Regions from separate parts of the Mus musculus genome. Here region 1 is linked to region 2. Evidence: chromatin contacts called from public Hi-C data. All regions are on one chromosome and are shown on one strand. The core of a region is the stretch at or near the end of the contact, and the rest is flanking DNA. Distances in the headings are between cores, read along the strand shown. Region 1 holds the start of Cog5 (component of oligomeric golgi complex 5). Region 2 holds the start of Prkar2b (protein kinase, cAMP dependent regulatory, type II beta).

Region 1 (2,791 bases), core at 40-2,539, 410 kb before region 2:
TAATGTTTGGCAGTAGGCTAAATGAACACAAGGCCAATATACTGAAGGATGTCATGGCTTGCAAGAAATCTTTGGAAGTGTCAACACTGTTCAGAGGAAAATGGGAGCGTAATTAAGCTAAGTCAGAGATGGGCTATGTCGATATGAGGAATAAACACGGAGTAAACCACTAAGAGACTATTTGCAAAGGAGGGAAGAATCTTACACATTACAGAACTGGTACACACTAGGAGGTGGTGATCGGCAATGGCGTCATGACTGACTTTCTAAAGCATGATTTTGCTCTTACTCATTCTTGTGGCCAGACTAAATGGCAAAGTCTGCTTCAGTATGAATTTCTTGAATAAGCTATAGCTTTCAATCTTGATAGTAAATTAGGATGCAGAAACTTTTAGGAATAAAAATGCTTAAGTCACATCCAAGACCAAAAACAGCTCTCTGAACTTATGGGATGAAGGTATCAATATTTTGTTTTAAAGTTCTCCAAAGCATGCAGCACCGGACATAATATTTTGGTAATATGTGCTTCTACACCTAGAATTCCTTTTAAAATATAAGTGAATTTTTTTTTTTTTGAAAACTTGTGCTGGTATGTATAGTGGGCGTTAAAAACTTTATTGCATATTAATATGTAGACTAAAGTCAATCTTTTTTTTGTGAAAAACAAGAAAGCTAAGGAAAGAAAATCATCCTGTAATTCAGATAATGCTATTCGTCGTGTATGATTATTACAAACAAAGTAGTTTCGTAAACTATGCATACTGAAATCTAATGCAACTCTAGGCGCGCTGCCTCTCGCTACCGCATCGTGACTGAGGTCAAACACAGGAGGGAAAAATCTTCTGAGGCGATGTTAAGGGAATGCAAAATGCAGAGTAGCTCCAGACCAACTCAATAAATAGTTACGAATATTTAAACGTTTTTATTTTTAAGGGCAGAGCTTAACAACTATTCTTCCCCAGCATATACTGCCTGCTACCCGGGCTTGCCACTCCAGGCGGGGACTAGGTAAGGCTGAGCAGCCCTAAGCTCCCACGTGTTGGGCGAGGAGGGCCGTGACGCTCCCAAGAGCCTCTTCCCCACGCCGGAGTTCTCAGGCCCAATACTTGCGTTGGAGATCGGCGCGGTGGCTGCGTCCGGAGCGGAATGGGAGAAGGCCCCGGCGGCGACCTGTCTTTCCTTGCACGTAGGATTGTAGTACTTAGGTTCCCAAACGCAACCCGGGCCGGGCAGGTGGGGCGGCGCCTTGATTCTGCGTCACTTGGAGGGCGGGGCGATTGCAAGACGTCATCAACCCGGCACTTGCCAACATGGAAGGTGGAGACAGCACAATTTCCGTAGCAGGCCGTGGGGCTTCGGGTTCCGCAGTAGTGGCGGCGACCGTGCAGGCGATCCTGCAGGACGGTAAGGCGTCGGACGGTGGCCCGGCCTGGGTCGCCCTGCCTTGCGCAGAGTCCGAGAATCCTACCGGTCACTTTGCACAAAGTTTTCCTGTCTGGACTTGGCCACTCCCCTCCGCCCGGCCCCCTGGCGTCCGGGATTGTCCTGGTCCCCCAGTTTCACGGGGAACGTGTTCCTCTCTTCCCGTGGGTGTCTTGGGGAAAACACCTGGTGTCTAGTTGCTGGGGTTTGCACTGGATCATGATGCGCCCGGGACATCGCTGTAGTTCCTGCACGACGTGGTCGGGGCTGATAGCCGCTACTGCTGCTCAGTTCCTGACCAAGGATTGCACTGTCCGTGCCCAGAAGTGTGAACTCACCCTAGGTGACAGACCGCTCGCTGCTTAAGGAAAGGGATGGAGGATGCAAAATGTGGAGTTGGAAATTTCCGTGTTCAGTTCTTGGGCTATGCAGGTGCCTCTGTTATCCATACATGTCGAGTACTGAAGTCAGGATTACTGGTAGTTTGAAGAGAAATTATCCCAAGTAAATTAACTATATACCTTTCTATAGTATAGTACGCTTGAAAGTCAAGTTCGGTTGTATTAATGCTCAATCTGAGAGACAGAACAAAATTCAGTTTGCTAAAGGTATTAGGCCTTAATCATCCCATCTTTTCTCTAGTTGACACTAAGTTCTTTCATCTATTAAAAGCGTTTGCATTTATCACCTTAATTGCTTCCGAGGCCCTTGCGCCTCCTCCTCCCCAATCCCCTTCCCCCTTGTTTTTGAGACAGGGTTACTCTATGAAACCCTGACTGTTTTGGAACTCCCTGTAGATCAGTCAGTCTAGCCTTGAACTCACAGAGATACACCTGCTTCTGTCTACCACCTGCTGGGATCAAAGGCTACCAAGCCAAGCATAGGAACCTCTTTTTATATTCCACAGAGTTAAAAGCAGTATTCTGCATACAGTAGGAACAGATTTTTTTTTTTAATTTTCCACATAAGAGTGGCTTAAAGGATCAAACTGAAATTTAAATTATGGTGTTTTCCCTGATTGTTGAATATTTTATATCTTTTTAATAGATATTTTATATCTTGTCAAGACTAGTGATGTTTTTCAGAGTTAGGTTGTGGTATATTCTTAGAGTTTCTGCCTGATGCACCTCATCTTTGTGTCTTAATTGAAATTTAAATTTAACCAAGTTTCAAAATCCTGAAACGAGTGTGTGTGTGTGTGTGTGTTTAATAGCTGTCCAGCCTTTGAGCTTAAACTGAACTTAAAACTATGCTTGCTTTTTTCCTTCTGTGGTTTCAAATACAATTAAGTAAAGTCTCAGCAATTAAATAAAGCCCTTTGTTTTAAGGACATTCCCTTCCTTTGTGCTGTGGAGTTTATTCCTGTCTA
Region 2 (3,124 bases), core at 88-2,587:
AGCAGCTATTTAAAACAATCCCTTTCTCTCCCATTCATTCTCTCTAGCTTCAGTGTCTGGCGTGGTCCTTAGATGCTGGCTGGCTTTTCATTAAGACAACTGACAAAGCTCTTAGAACTTCCCATGGTGTTATTTTTTTTTCCACACACTTTAAAAAGAACATCAAAATCATTCAATATATGTTTTGTATCTTTTTTTTTAAAGAAAGAAAATCATTGGCCTATTTCCTCATGCCAAAGACCCCCTAGGTATCAGGCTAAATATGCTCCTTTGTTATATGTCCAAAAATATCGCCACCACATGGTATTGGAAAAACTGGAAAATAAATTATTCGTATTCCAAGAATGTCACAGCTATTATCGTTAATTTGTTTTACCTCAGCGAGTCCGATTTCACACTCTTCTCACTGAGTCCTACATGCTTCGCCCTTTCTCCCAGAACACTCCATTAATAAATCTAAAGGGCTGAAAAGAGGCCGCCAAGCGCCCTTCATGCACAATGGTACTCCCGGAGCCTGAGACATCTCCAACCACGGGAAAGTTAACGATCCAGCAAGATGCCCACCCTAAATCGCCCCGGAAAGAGAGGTGACAGAGGGGCAGCGGGAGCGCAACCTCTCCTTTCCCCACCTCCAGAGAAAGGGAGGGCATGACAAGAGAGCTGAGTAGGAAGGTGGGCGAGTGGGAGCGACCGAAATGGGTGCTGAGGGGGTGGGCGTAATGGGAAGGTGGAGAGCACGGGGAAGGTGGGGAGCTCAGCCCGGGGTTCAAGAGCGAGGCGGGGTTCGAGAGTGAGGCGGACGCGGCGGCCGGGGCTCAGGGCGCGAGGGGGCCGGTCCTCACCGTTGAACGCCCCTGCTTCCGCGGCCTCCTCCTCCTCGCCGTTCTCGGAGTCGGAGCGCATGGGCTCCTCGGCGAAGTTGACACCCTTACTGGGGATGCCGCCCCCGGCGGCTGCGCCCGCGTCCCCCCAGGTCCTGCCCTCATGGCCGAAGCGCGCGGCGCCCTTGCGCTCGTTCTCCTGCTGCAGCCGCGTGAAGTGCTGCAGCGCGAACTCCAGCAGGTCGGCGGGCTGGTGCCTCAGCACCTCCACCGTGAAGCCCTGCAGCAGCTCCGTGAGCCCCGCGGGGATCTCGATGCTCATCCTGCCCGTGCACGCCGAGGCGCCTGGACGCCGCCCTCGCCCCCTATCCGCGGTCCGGTCTCGGGCTGCGCGGCTCCCGAGCGAGCGCCCCGGGCGCTACCGGCTGCGAGCGCGGCGCACTGGGCCCCCGGCGAGGCTGCTCCGTGCGGCGGCAGCAGCAGAGCGAGCACAGCCCGGGGAGGGTTGGCAGCATCTCCAGCTCCTCCCGCTCCTGCTCCCGCCGCCGCTGCGCCGCCCCCCGCCCGGCGCCCCGCCTCCGCCCGCGCGCCCACGTGATCCCCGGAAACCATGGCAACCCGGCGGGCGGGAGCACTGCCGCCTCTCAAGTGGCCCCAGGGTGGAGGCAGCCTGAGCCTGGGGCGTGGGGCTGAGGCCGCGCGCTCCACCTGAGCTCCCTGAGCGAATCCCACGCACCTTTCTCCCTGTCCCACGCAGAGTTGGTGCGGCGCAATTCCTGCTGAAACTTCAGCCTCCACCTTGGTGGCTTTTCCTTTTCCTAGAATCCAACCCCAAGAGAAACGTGCGTGGTGTCTTTTGTTAGTCGCACAGCCCTACTGGTTCTCTTCTGGATAAAAGAGATGCTGCCACTTGTCTGTCACAAAATTTTCTTTAATTCCGCCTTTTAGCCTCGTGGCTGTGATGGTTTGCCTTACAGATGCTCTGCCACACTCTGCTTAGTACATTTCCTACTGGTTACTGAGACAAAGGCCGCATTTATTGTGTAGCACTTAACAAAGTTAGTTGATCCTTCAAGACAGGATACAGGGTAGTCAGGGCAGCTGGACAGACAACTAAGGGTGTGTTACCTGATTAGCCTCTTGTTGCTTATTTTTAAAACCTTTCCTGACACTTTGCGTCACTTCAATTAAATCTCCAAAATTTGAATATAGCAATAAAAAGGAAAAGAGAACTACACATTTGTGCTTTTTAAAGAAAACCCTTGTCTTTAAAACGAGCCTATTCTGAGAATTTTGAAACAGAAAAATTTATCTTTTGCCAAATTAAACGCTGTATAAATATGCATACTTTATTTTCTACGATGCCCATTTCATTGTAAAGCAGTCCAAGTGCAAACTCACTTGAGTTTTATTTTATTCTTAAGTTTTATTTATTTATTGAGTTTTATTTTATTTCCTTAGTTGTTCTCACTTACCTTTCTGCCCACACATAAGGAAAATATGTGACTCACGAAACCCAAAACCTAGAAATCAAAAATATCATTTCGTTTTATTTTTTAAAAATTGCTTCTTACCCATTTGTTTACAATGTTTATTTATCTTTTTTTTTCATAAGGGAATTCATTTCTCAAGTTCAGTTTCTTAACCTCATAATAATAATACTGGTGTGTGTTTTTTTTAAAATAACATACTTCTAAATTGTAATTGTGTGGTGTATAAGAAATAAACTCAGAAAAATGTGGTCTTCACATGAGGCCATATGGAACACAGTATTAGTCAAGTTCTCTACCGAAATGTTTTGCAGATCCAATAATCTAAGATGTATTTCTATCATGTTTCTCCCTACTGCTCAGCAGAAAATGCAAAGAATACTAGTTAAGATGGGATTTTATCGTTGCGGTCCTCAATGTCGATCAAGAATCCTCGCTCATTCAAGCTCATTGCTGTGTAATTCTGGCTTTGTGGCTCCTCCACCTCCAGTCATTTCCTCTAAGTCAGCTAACAGGAAAGTGGGGAAGAGAAAGGAGCCTCCTTCCGGCAGCAAACACTCATCTTTTCTTTTGGCTACAACTTCTGACCACATACATTTTATTTTCTGAAAGTGAGTAATGGTACCTCCCAGCCCATGTGCTCTTCCACAGAACAACTTTACCATTCCTAAGCCCGGAGTGCAACGCAAGGGGGATTGTGACTGCTTTGGCCAGTGGTGCATTTAGAAGTCACTCTAGCCCTCTGGTAGGTGCCTGACCAAAGTTCTGATCCATGGAGTTGGTGAACCCTTAAAAACAGGAGGAGGTATGTGT

What was found. Hi-C and Micro-C count contacts between places; a contact is called where the count stands out from the background.
Region 1: a Hi-C map of regulatory T cells shows a contact between it and region 2, with 4 times the contacts expected there. The contact joins the promoter of Cog5 here to the promoter of Prkar2b in region 2. A contact is called at or near these places in 1 of 39 promoter capture datasets (the HPC-7 cell line), 1 of 484 Hi-C or Micro-C datasets (regulatory T cells) and 3 of 115 datasets of contacts at active chromatin or transcription factors (astrocytes, double positive thymocytes and memory CD8 T cells).

Annotation. Positions count from the first base shown.
Region 1 is chr12:31,653,580-31,656,370 of GRCm38.p6, forward strand. It overlaps Cog5 (component of oligomeric golgi complex 5), which reads left to right and starts at 1,290. Exons shown (of 23, transcript NM_001163126.1): 1 at 1,290-1,404. The coding sequence starts at 1,311. It overlaps Dus4l (dihydrouridine synthase 4-like (S. cerevisiae)), which reads right to left and starts at 1,247. Exons shown (of 7, transcript NM_028002.2): 1 at 1,111-1,247.
Region 2 is chr12:32,059,940-32,063,063 of GRCm38.p6, forward strand. Prkar2b (protein kinase, cAMP dependent regulatory, type II beta) reads right to left here and starts at 1,338. Exons shown (of 11, transcript NM_011158.4): 1 at 843-1,338. The coding sequence starts at 1,143. Gm51992 (a long non-coding RNA gene) reads right to left here. Exons shown (of 3, transcript XR_003950224.1): 2 at 2,974-3,099; 3 at 2,280-2,344.